2 separate regions of the Sus scrofa genome follow, and region 2 is linked to region 1. The links are chromatin contacts, called in public HiChIP or PLAC-seq maps. All regions are on one chromosome and are shown on one strand. Each heading gives the region's core, a stretch centred on a gene start, on an enhancer-like site or on the middle of the called end of the contact. The rest is flanking DNA. Distances are from core to core; before and after follow the strand shown. Region 1 holds the start of DCTD (deoxycytidylate deaminase). Region 2 holds the start of WWC2 (protein WWC2).

Evidence for each region. HiChIP or PLAC-seq counts read pairs in DNA pulled down with a chosen protein or histone mark.
Region 2: a contact with region 1 is called in an H3K27ac HiChIP or PLAC-seq map of skeletal muscle. The contact joins the promoter of WWC2 here to the promoter of DCTD in region 1. A contact is called at or near these places in 1 of 47 Hi-C or Micro-C datasets (heart right ventricle) and 1 of 2 datasets of contacts at active chromatin or transcription factors (skeletal muscle).

The regions. Positions count from the first base shown.
Region 1 is chr15:44,488,403-44,494,304 of Sscrofa11.1, forward strand. DCTD (deoxycytidylate deaminase) reads right to left here and starts at 4,192. Exons shown (of 6, transcript XM_021075124.1): 1 at 4,169-4,192; 2 at 2,314-2,428; 3 at 1,795-1,930. The coding sequence starts at 2,421.
Region 2 is chr15:44,612,838-44,619,076 of Sscrofa11.1, forward strand. WWC2 (protein WWC2) reads left to right here and starts at 2,894. Exons shown (of 25, transcript XM_003359464.5): 1 at 2,894-3,407. The coding sequence starts at 3,277.

The sequences.
Region 1 (5,902 bases), core at 2,942-5,441:
GGAGCTCTGAAAGGTCCAACTTGGACCAAAGGCAAATGTCTCAGAACAAACACAATCAGCCACTCAAGAGGTTCTGGAAGTGAGAAGCCCGGGGACTGTAAATGTGCTGCAAAGCCTTGGGCTTCTAGGTCACTGCCAGAAATGTGCCTGAGGCTCACGAAGATTGAAGAAGGCATGGGTCCCCCCGGGAGAGCCACTCACTAACCAGTGAAGGCCCCTCTATGCCAATTTGACCACCGGCATCTTTCGGTAATAGCCTCAGTGCTCCACCAGGAAGCTCTGGAGCCAGAGCTATCTGTCCTGACCTGGTGAGTAAGGGTTGGGGTACCCACACAATGCCGTGTGGACCTTGAACACAGCGACCCTTTCATTTTTGCAATTTTTATACCTGACCTTGAATGTCCTGTGAAAAATCACCTTTTCATGTGCCTACACACAAGGAATCACTTCCTTTCTTCCTTATTGTTGCAACTGTACAGAATCAAAACCTGATGACAAAATGTTTCTAAAACATGTCACCACATCTTTCCCATCCTCTACTCAGCTATAAAGCTGGGCCTGAGAAGACATTTTTGCCCTTTACCCCAGAATCCCATTCTTCCTCCTCCTCCGGGAGGTGGGGGGAATTAAATGGGCTAACCTGACTATGAAATCCCCTTAATCACTAAACTGTGTTTTATTCCCTGAAAGCCCTGAGTGCTTTGTAGTTCTCCCCAATCTCATTCCTCAATTCTTCTCCACCTCCAGGCATGGTTTTTCTTTTTCTTTCAAAAATGAAGCAGTGGCCCTGAAGCAGCTTAAAAAGAAATTTATGGGGCTTATTTAACATGATTAAGGTCCAGGAACATTAGTAAAAATATATAAATTAGGCTAAGTATTCTCAAGGAAAACCTACCAGGGAAGAGCCAACGAAACAGAAAAGACTCCCATTGTGCCTGAGCCTCATTTCCTGAAGGCAAGCCTTTCCCATCTGGATGGCCTTCATCCACTTTACTGCCGACAGAGGCTGGCTGTTCAGCTCCAGACATAAACACAGGTCCCAACATTAAGAAAAAGCAGCAGCCAGCCTACGCCATCTTTTTATGGCAGTAGTTGCATATTCTTCAGGGAATTAAAAGAAAGGTGAGGCTTGGCTGGTCCCTCCCAGATAATCTCTGAGGTGAGACTCCCTGGGGCTCAGAGAGAAAACAGCATCCAGCATCCTTCCCTAACTTAAAGATGGAAACCAGAGATGGCCAGGCCAAAGGTCCTCGGTTCCATGCCTGTGGCTTGCGGTCTGACCGCCGGTCACCTGGGACTGCAGAGCCCAGGGAACAGGAGGAGGCCACTGTGCCATCCACCCCTGTGACGTCCAGCTCACAGTGCGTGCTCCGCATCCCAGAGATCGGCCTGAGCCAGATTCCCCTGGGAGGTGGAAATGAACCCTGCTTCTCATCAGAGCAAAGCCCTGGCCAGTACGTGGTTAGCTGGCTCTGCTTCCAAGTGGCCAAGAAACAAATGGCAGAGCCACTGTGTCCATTTCACAGCCGCCTCCCCAGGGGCTGTGGCACTCTGCAGAGAAGCCTGCCAGCAGTAAAACAGGACTGCTTGTGGAACCACTGCCATGCTTCTGCTCACTGGCTTTCTTTGGATTTAAGGAGAGGGAGGCGGGAAATTGGGGTAGTTCAATAGGATGCTGCTTCTTTCCAGTTGTTGATAAGTGAACAGGAAATGACGCTTCCTGACCATCCGTCACATTTAAGCACTCATCCAGGCTAGGCCGATAGGTGGAACGGAACACAAACAATGCCCTACCGTAAGGGTATTTGGTGTCCAGGATGTTCTCTGCTGTCCTCCTCCAAGGCAAGAGGTCATCACTGCACCCATTGGGCATTCCATTGTACCCGATGCCCACAATCTTATTTTCTGCATTCACGATGCAGGCTCCGACCTACAGGGAAACACACCCAAAGGCTCAGTGACTTTGAAGGAGGGCTGGCCTGTCACCAGAGAGGCAGTATGAGAGACCAGAGGCCTATGGAGCTCCCAAACGGCAGGCAGCTTCTGGATGTGCTAAGAGCTCTGTGTCTCTGGGTATAAGAGGCAGTGAATGATGGCATGTGACAATTTATTCTCTCACAGGAAAATGTGAGCACTCAGGAGTGCAGCATGAAAAACAGCAGGTTTTCTCCGCTTCCGTAAGCGGGCGGGTGTCCACAGAGTCTCTTGCTTGTATAATTGGCTGATGTGTGGGAACCTCTGTGTCTGCTTGTGAAACATTCAGACTGTAAAACTGAATGAATTCCCAAACATTCTCCTGTAAAACTCACCTACCTGGGAATTTGGATCTTTGCTCCTCTGTGCTGACAGGAAGGCCACTGCCATGAAATACTCAGGCCACTCCAAATAGTCATCACGTTTTTTGCAGGGCACTTTGCTCATGCTGAGTCTAGAAAAAAAAACACAACAGAACAGCGGTCGAGAAACACATTTTGGTCAATCTGCTTTCCAGCTTAACCCAAGCACATTTCAACTTTGGATCGACAAAGTCAGACAATTTCAATGTACATTTATCAATCAGAAATGACAGCATCTGAATCCCAGGCGATCTCTGGTCTTAAGAAAAAAAAAAAATTAAGAAATTAAGTTCCTATTTCAGAAGTTTGGGTTCAGCCTGTAAGGCTATTCCCAGATATTACATCTAGTCACTGCTTTCTCATAGGATTTACTACGCATGCCTGCCCTACAAATCACTCTCATCCTTTACATCTCCCCCATCAAATGGAGCCAGCACAGGAGGGAGGGGAAAGGGAACCCTGATTGACCATCTAATATATTTCAGACACGGTGAAAAATGATACATAGCATCTCACCCAAGCTTCATTCTGAGCTAAAGTAACTAACATTCCTCTTACGAGAACTTAGGTGGCTCGCCTGAGATCACATCACATGATTATCCATCCATGCTGGCTGGATTCCACTTGGAGCTGTCCCAACTGTGATATTCATTTGTGCCTTTCCTTTCCCCAGATGGGACAGAAGTTATCTATACCGAGTAATGAACCAAATGAGAAGAAGCTATGAAGTGTGACAAGAGTACTAAGGCAAGATCTCAGTAACACTGGGCTACCCAGCAGGTGCAAGCGGTCTCTCTTCAGGGAGTGGCCCTGAAGGGACTTAAAACTCCCAGGAAGGAAGGTGTCCTTTCAAAGGAGAGGAAACAAGGGCAAGGAAGGAGGGCCACACAAGACCCAGATGGCTCTCAGTGAGAAGTCTTGAGAAAGCCTGGACACCTGGGCTAAAGGGGAGATTTCCCGGCAGCTGGGTGTCAGGATCTCCTGTGAAGTTTAGGCTATCCCGCACGGTGGCGGGGCCCAGACTGGGGCGCAGCCAACAAGCTGGCACTGGGCACCACTGTTACCCACTGATTACATTGCCCAAATTCTGAGAAGCCTGTAAACCCTCCTAATACGAAGCGATGTTGGCTGGAACTTTACCACCTGGTTTAACAGTCAGTCTCCGTAGTCTCTGCTGGAGACCCGGTTAACTGCTTGCTAAACAGTAGGTTAGCAAGGAGAGGAGAAAAAGGAGAAAGGAATTTTTTTCCTCGGTTTGGTTTCACGTTCGCTGGTGCCCCGAAACCCAGGGGCAGAAGTACAGGAGGGACGAGCCACCCGCCGGGATACAATCCATGCTTCTCCCGCCACCCTCGATTCCGATCCCAGGTCGGAACCACGCACCCCCAACGCACACATGACTGCTCTTTTCAGGTCCCCCCGGAACCACCGGGCGCTCTCGGCTCCCGCGAAAGAGAAAGCGTCCTGGAGGCTTGAACTGACCGAATACCGCGGCCCCGCGCGTGTTTGCCCAGCGGAGGCTCCAACCGGGATGGTGCGTCCCCAGGACTCCCTGCGCCCCAGCCGCGCCACGTGGACCCGTACCGCTGCCCCCGCCCTCCCTCCGGTCAGGGTCCGCGACCTGCAGGCCGGCGCTCGTCCCCGCCGCCGCCGCCGCCGTCCCGCCGCGCGCCCGGGGAGGAAGTCGGCAGAGGAGGCGGGGCCGCCGCGTGGCCGGAAGGTGGCGGCCGCGCGCCCCAGGATGGGCCGGGGGGCGCGCGCCGGGCGGGCGGTTCCTCCGCAGGGTCGCCTGCGCGCTTGTCCCAGCCGCACAGTTAACTCGCCCAGCCCACCTAAAGGTCCGGATGGCGCCCTTTAGGGCCAGCGCACGAACGTCTCCTTCCGGGCCGGCTGGCCCCCTTTGTTGTGGGGGGTTTGGGTTTCACCGTTGACTTTGATCTGGCGGCGGCGGCCGCCGAGCCCCGGAGCCCGCGAACCCATCCCGAGGCCGCTGGGCGGGACCTGCGCGGTCGCCCGGCCACCCCGGGTCACCGGGAGGTACGGCAGGCGGCCGCTCCCGGGGCTCTGACCTTAAAACCATTGCAGTTTTCAGATCGCAGAAAAGTAGGTCGTTTTTGTTGTTGATGGTGCAGGTTTGGGGATTTATTTTTCCCCCACCTGACTTTACTATCTGCTACCTAAGGCTCTCCGTTATTAAGAAATTATATAGAGAGAGGTCTTTTACCTGTGCAAAAGACCCGAAAGAATCTACTGCACTAAAGCGGAAAGGGGAAGGAAGGAAAATTGGTTTGAGTCTCTGGAATGGGCCTGCTCTGTCGCCATGTCTTCCTGGGTAATTTTGACCTGTAGTAGCTTCACAGTTTCACGGGGAAGGAGTTTGTTGGGGGCAGAGAACTGGGTTGGGCGGGGAAGCTCTGCCTCGAGGCTCGAATGCCTCGAAGCTGCATTTGCATAAGCGCTTTGCTTGACCAGCTTTACAGTTCCTGCTCAAGTTGTGTAGAAGGGTCTGAGATGTGTGCCAAAGCCTGCGATCCCTTCTCAACCCTCTCCACTGTCCACACCCCTCCCGGTCTTCCCCGTGATGTTTGCTGGCTATGCAATTGTGCACATTTTGTTACAATTATTTAAAAAATAAAACAAAACAAAAAAACCAAAACCAAAAAACATGGTGCAGATCAATAGGAAAGACCTTGGGTGACATTTCTGAAGTTCTATGCTCTAGGGAACTAAATCTGATTTTCTTGTTTCCTTATTCTGTTCAAATGTATAGCCCTTAAGTCTAGTGGAACACTGGTTCCACCCCTGAGAATGACAAAAGAACCCCTTTCTGTTTCACACGTGGGGCTTGAGGATACTGTCAGCGCTCCATAAATAATAGCTACTGTAGTGATCATGAGTTCTGATCAGCACATCCCAGATCTGAGCCTCTAATCCAAACAAAAGCTTGTTAACTATATTAATTTACCCTAACAGAGGAAGAATGATGAGAATAAACAGTTGGTTCTATCTAATTTCTCACCACAGCAGACACATCATTCTTCATCTCCATGGTCCAGCCTGTAGATTCAATAATTAAATTATGTACTGTGTTCAGTGGATGCCGGGAAAGCAAAGGGGAAAAAAATACTTCATCCTTAACTATAGATTTTTTTTTTTTTTTTTTGCCTTGAGAAGACTGAGACTGGAAAGAGCTATGTAGATTAAGATGATGACTTTTAATGTCAAGTTAACTTTACTTGGCTGTCTTGTTGCCACTAAAATTTATTATATGCTGAGCCCCTGCTTCTTTTCCCCTCCCCAATCCACTGGTAGGTCCCTGTCACACTCATCTATAGTCTTTGAGTCTTCATAGATCCATTTCTCTTCTTACCAGCCTCCAACCTACGCATCGCCAATTGCTTCTGGTCCTTCAACCACAACATCATTAAGCTTTCTTCCTTCCTCTGCTCTGTAAAGACTATCATACATAATTTAGTTACTTCTCATCAGTCTCCATTTTGGTCAACTCACACAGTCCCCTCTGCAATAAATTCAGGATCCTACTTGCTACAAACACATTACCCTGA
Region 2 (6,239 bases), core at 1,644-4,143, 120 kb after region 1:
TGGAGGGGAGGGAGAAATTGGGAGGCTGGGAAGGGCATATACATTCTACTATATACAAAAATCAGTAAGTTAACAAGGACCTACTATATAGCACAGGGAAATTTACTCAATACTCTGTGATTGATAAATATAAATAAACTCAATACTCCAGATATATATAATCAGTTATACATATGTATAACTGATTGACTTTGCTGTATACCTAAAACTAACACAACACTGTAAGTCAACTACACTCCAATAAAATTAAAATAACAACAAAAAACCAACAAACCTTGTAGAGGAGTGACTTTCCCTTCTGTCATCTTAGCTGCTTTTGTGTAACCAAATGTTTCCTGTGCTACCCAGTGGGGGAGAAGAAGTGAGTTTGTCTCTTAACTGCTTTAGAGTTTTGTATGTCTATTTAGAGTCCCTTTTTGAAGTCTTGAGATTTATGGAACAATAAATGCCATTTACTGCTGTGCGCTATTCTGGATTCCTCATTGGTTTTAGAAGCTGTGTAAGAATATTTATCTGCAAGCTTATCAAATTTGAAATTATACTGAGAAGTATTGTGCAATAGTTCATCCCAGTGAAACGAAATAAATGGTGACAACAGCAAAAAGCATATTACTTTGTTTTGTTTTTAATAGTAGGATGTAGCCATCTTACTACAATACACGTTTCCGAATTGTTTTGGGGGAAACAAAGCACTCCAGGAAGCAAGGTTTAAAGAAGAATGGCTTGGCTGAATGATGTTATTAGTATACCATAACACGAATTTTGGCCACGTTAATGGGCCGGTTTAGAGTAGGTCAAAAACAAAGCACTTCCTTCACTCAGTGATGTGAGAGATTACTTTTAGACAAGTCTCACCTTTTGCACAACATTCAGAAGTACAACCTTGAGATTACCCACTAGGATGTCACGCACAGCTCACCTGGAACTGGAGAAGCATGCCTTCTGTGATCACTTCTTGATGAATGGAGCTGGGCTGAACACAGCACCAGGAGGTGGTGGGGGTTGGGGGATGTCCCTTTGGTAAGGGCAAAGCCTGGCTTCCTGGGTGTAAATGAGGAACGCCTAGAAAGACAAAGTAAATGAATTTGTCTTGGGTGACTCCCTTCCCCAGCTCCTGCTCCCTCTGGTAGCTCTTTCCCTTCTGAGCTCTTCAGGGTTTCCAGTGTTTAAAGTTTCTGCCCTGACTCTACAAGGACAACACAACCTCTTCTAAGGCCCTCGCCAGAGAAGGCAAGTCCAGTCCCGCCGTAAAGCTGTTCTGAGCCTGATCCTCCGTCCTTACCCTGCAAGACCATCCTCCTCCTCCTTCGAGGTTGACCTCAGAAGCCCCGAAAGCCTGGAGAACCAGAGGCCATCCCCACCCGCCAAGGCAGCCGCTACACCAACTTCACCAGAGCCAGCACAGTGAATCACAAATCCACTGGACTCCCTTACTGGCCTGTGAATCCAGGAGAGGGAGGCGGACGTTTTAGCACACCGCTGAAAGCCCTTGCCCACCGCTGTGTCCCTCACAAGGTGGGAAGTCTTTTAAGCATTAGCCGGCAGGATTAGGCGAATTCACACCCAGAGGTGAATGACTGATCTCCGGGGTCTTCCTGTTTGTTTGTTTGTTTGTTTGTTTGTTTAAGTCTAAAAGAAGCTGGTTAGTAATCTGGAAGGGTAAGAATGGAGGACGCTGGTATAGACCTGGCTGGAGCTGTCATTGTGGACTGGGAAGCTTCCTCCAGATCCAGGGGCTGGGGGCGAAAAACACTCTGTTGTCTGGGCCCTGCCAGACCTGCTGCTCCTCGCACCGTCGCCCGACGTCCGGCCCCTCCTCAGGGCCGACCGGGACATAGTAGCTGCTGAATAAATAAAAGCTTGTGGAATGAGGGAAAGTCCACGTTCCTTCCCGGTCACATCCAGAGGCCCGGAAAGCCTGGCCGCCGGGCTGCCAGGAGTCCCCTCCAGCAGGGTGGCCCACGCCTTCTAGACCAGAGCAGGGCTCGGAGTGAGGGTCTTCCCGGGGCAGGAGCGAACCGAAGGGGCTGGTTATGGGGTGCGTCCACGTCCAGCTAAGCTCTGCGGCGGAGGCCAGCGGCAGAGGGGCCCCGCGGGTGAAGCGCCCCAGGCCCGAGGGCGGCGACATCCGCGGAGAAAAGCGGGGTGGGGGGGTAGTGCGGGAAGGTTTGGAGGAGCAGCGGCTGCTCGGACTCAGGTTTGAGTCCCCTCCGCGGGCCACTGGGGCAGGCGTGTCGCGGCGCCCAGAGAGCGGGACCCGCCTTCGCTTTCCTCCACCAGGCCCGCGGCCTGTCGGCTGAGGTCACCGAGGGCCGGGAGCTCTGCAGAGGCCCCGGGGGCGAGGCCGCCCGGGACACGCCACCAACGCGCTTCAAGGGCTTGCGGGGCTTTTCACACTTTTCCCACCGGCCGGGACCGCCCTGGGGGTCCGCGGGGCGCAGCATGGGGGAGCCTCTGTGCCCTCGCTGTTTGTTGGGACTTTTTCTTCCGAAGAGAGCGTCCCCACCCCTTTCCTCTCGCAAGTCGTGTGGTTTCCCTAGAAGTCGGAAAGAGGTTGAGAGCGCTACGGAGACTTCTCTCTAGCTGTCTTTCCAGTCCGGAAACTCTAAAAACCCGAAGTGCTTGGCCGTAGGGAGATACTGGGGGTCACGGGGAAGGGGCGAGCAGCGCATTCCTTCGCCCACTTCCCTCCCACCTGGCCTTCGGCTCCCCTCCCCCGCCCCTGGCTCAGGCCGGCGCCCCGGCAGGCGCAGCGAGCCGCGGGAGCTGCAGGGTTAAGCCCTGGAATGTGGCGGCGAGGAATGTGCATGCAGATGAGGAGCGAGGGGAGGGGCGGGCGGGGCGGTCCGTGGGCGGGGCGCATGCTAATAACATGCAAATGAGGAGGCCCGTAGCCGCCACGGCCGCGGCTCAGCCGAGCTTCCCGGATCTGAGCCCAGACGGCGGCGGCTGGGGCAGCCTGGGCGCCGCGACCCTCTGCGGCCACAGGGGGACGGGGAGGAGGAGGAAGAGGCGGAGGCAGCGGCGGCAGCCGCGAGGAGGAGGAGGAGGGTTCGATCGTCTGTTCCGACGCAGACATGGTGGACTGATCCCCGGCGGGGCCGAGAACAAGGTTTCCTGAGGCGCCCCCCGCGCGTGGCCCCGCCGCGCCCTGCACCCCGCAGCCCCTCGCCGGCACACGGGTCCGGTGCGGCGGCCGGGCCGGGCAGTAGCCTTCCCGCCGCGTCCCGCGCCGGGTCCCTATGGAGGCGCCGCTCGCCGGCGAGGCCGCCGACCATGCCTAGGAGGGCCGGGAGCGGGCAGCTGCCGCTACCCCGGGGCTGGGAGGAGGCCAGGGACTACGACGGCAAGGTCTTCTACATCGACCACAACACCCGGAGGACCAGCTGGATCGACCCCCGGGACAGGTGGGCGGCCGGGCCGCGGGTGGGCGCAGGGACCCGCCTCGGAAGCGCGGCGGCTGCTGTTGTCCGGGAGACCCGGCCGAGCGGCGGCGCCCGCCGACTAGGGGGGCGTGGGGCGTGGGGCGTCGCCGGTCCCGGGGTGCCAGGAGGGGTCCCGGAAAGGAGGAGCGGGACCGTCTGACCGAGCCGGGGCTGCGTCAGCCGGCCAGCCGCCCAGGCAGGGGCTGGTTGGGGCCGCCCCTTCCAGGGCCCCCTTGCCCACCCACTTCCCGACGGCCCTGGGACCTTTAGACGCTCCGGGCGCAGAGGGAAGGGTGGAATTGACGCCTGGACAGGCACTCTGTGTCCCGCTAACAGACCCAGAGGGACCACCTGAGCCCTGCTCCGAGCTCGCCTCCGCCTAAAGTTGGCCAAATTGAGGCTGGAGGGTACATAGGGCCTGGGAGGCGGGGCCGGGCCCGGGGCCTCCCGGGAGGAGGCCTAAGTGCAAGGTGGGGCCGACTTGCCGTCCAGGCCACCTGTGGCATCTCTTTGGCTGTTCTTGGCTCCCCGCCTTGGCTGCACGTTCCTGATGGGGCATGCCACCGGTCAGGAGGCCCTGGGCATGGAGGGGTCCCAGGCACCCTTCCTCGCTGGGCCCTGGCGGTGAATGTCATTGACCTCGCCCCTCAGATTTTACAAACGTTTGTTTGGGGTTTTGCTGCCTAGTGTTAGTCTTCACCTGAAAACTTGAACTGACTTCCAGATCTTGAAAAGGCAGATTCTGTTTGGAAGTAAGAAGTAGTGAAATGAACAGTGGAGAGGAACCTTGGTTATCAAGGAACGTTGACTTACTTGAGCTTAGCATGATTTTTTTTCTAGTTTGCAACACACTTTTTATTCCCGCTCAGAAGTGAAGAGGAGGAACATTTCATCATCTTAGAAGTTCAGGAGCCGAAGTTTTAGTTGAATGATCACAAATGTTTCTCTCTCCCATCTTTTTAATCTGAAAAGGAAAATTCTTATATTAAAATTATTATAAGAATAGTAGGAGAGGAGTTCCTAATTGTAAATTTGTTAACTGTCCATTAAGGAGGTATTCCTGTTTATAACTTTAAATAACTTACCATTAAGGATAACTCCAACATTTGGACTTTTGTCATTTCTGAAACTTCTTTCCAGCTTTTTATGGAATATGGCCTTAGAAGTTTATAACCTTTGTAGGTGCTTCTGTTAAACACTCTGCTTTGTCTCAATTTGAAGCTGGAGCAGTTTTGTACTTATATTTCCACCCACAAATATTGTTTTTGAATGCTATTAAAGAGCAATTATAAGAAAGTCGCAAGTGACATTATAAATTTATGGAACAATCCTTGTTAAATTATCCATGAAGGTATCGGTTTAGGTTTCCCTCTTGAAATGAAAAAAGGCACCTGTGCTGAGGTTCGGTCTTGCTCCAGCTTGGCTGCCTGTTGCTGGCCTGATGAAAGTTATGACAAGCCTCACACCTTCACAGTCTCTCCAGACATCTTAGTTGTTGTCATAAACTTCATGCTCCAAGCCAGTTATTGCACTTTGAAACTGCTTAACAGATAGTAAATGTCGATGATGGTGTGCACCCAACAGTGGCTTTTAAAGCACCTGTATAAATATTTGGCTTTTACAGTTGTAATTCTTTCTGCTTTCTGATACTTGGAGTGTCAGGCTATTGAAACTGCAGTGCATTCTTGAAATTTTTAGGCATTCTAGATTCTTTTCTGCTTCAGTTTACATGTTTATTGTATCTCATTTGTGTTTACCAACAAGGATTACAGCAATACCTAATGGCCTGGGTAGAGCAAATAGAAAGTGGAATAAAATTATATGGCTTGGCTTATCTATATCACTACTTCTTAAACAAGTTAAGCATGTCTTTTATTTTAAATTGTTAATGGATTAACAATTATCACAAACTCGGTTTTTCAGGAAACTGGGAACCAGTTCATTTGATGGGGACAAACAGTTTTGACTAAGATGATTTGTTTACTCAGTTTTCCTTGAAGCTGTTGGATCTTTAGGTACTTATACATTTAGCTGGTTATAACTATTTCTGGATTTCAGTATTGGAATTTTAAAGATATTCCGTAAAATCAGAGTCAACATAGACATAGTTTAAATTTGACTGTGTTTTCTTTTAGGGCAGTGAGGTGTCTAAACAGTGTTAAGAGATGGTAGAAGAGGGTATTTGGGGTAACTGTTCCCTCTGGTCAGTTTTGTTACACACTTTCCAAACATATGGAAAGAGAAATGGTACAAAGGCCAATTGGAGTGTGTCTCTTCTCCAGGATCAAATTACAAATCCTGAAAGAAAAGTGACTTGATAAACTGTGGAACTGCAGTACTTTTGAACTTTTAAAACCATTCAATTAAGATGGCCCTGATGATTTACCCAATCATGTTTATGTTAAGGAAAATGATTTTTTTTTTTTTTTTTTTTTTTTTTTTTTTTGCCACATTCATGGTTTGTGGAAGTTCCTGGGCCAGGAATCAAACCCGCATCACAGCAGTGACCCAAACCACAGCAGTGACAACAGCAAATCCATAACTGCTAGGCCACCAGGGAACTCCATGATTTTGTGTTTTTAATGGTCTATCCAAATTTGTGAGGTCTTTCTGATTATGTAGGTAATTATGCAAATGTCCTAGGAAAAGGCTGGGGGATTTCACGAGAACATAATTTTATTAAATGAGTAGTGATTTTAGAATGCTGAAGTATTATTTTAAAATGCTTTCAAGCTTTTGGAGGTCGATGACATCGTGCAGACTGCTGCGATGTGATCACAGCTTTCCTTGCTCACCTCTGAGAAAGCTTGGAGG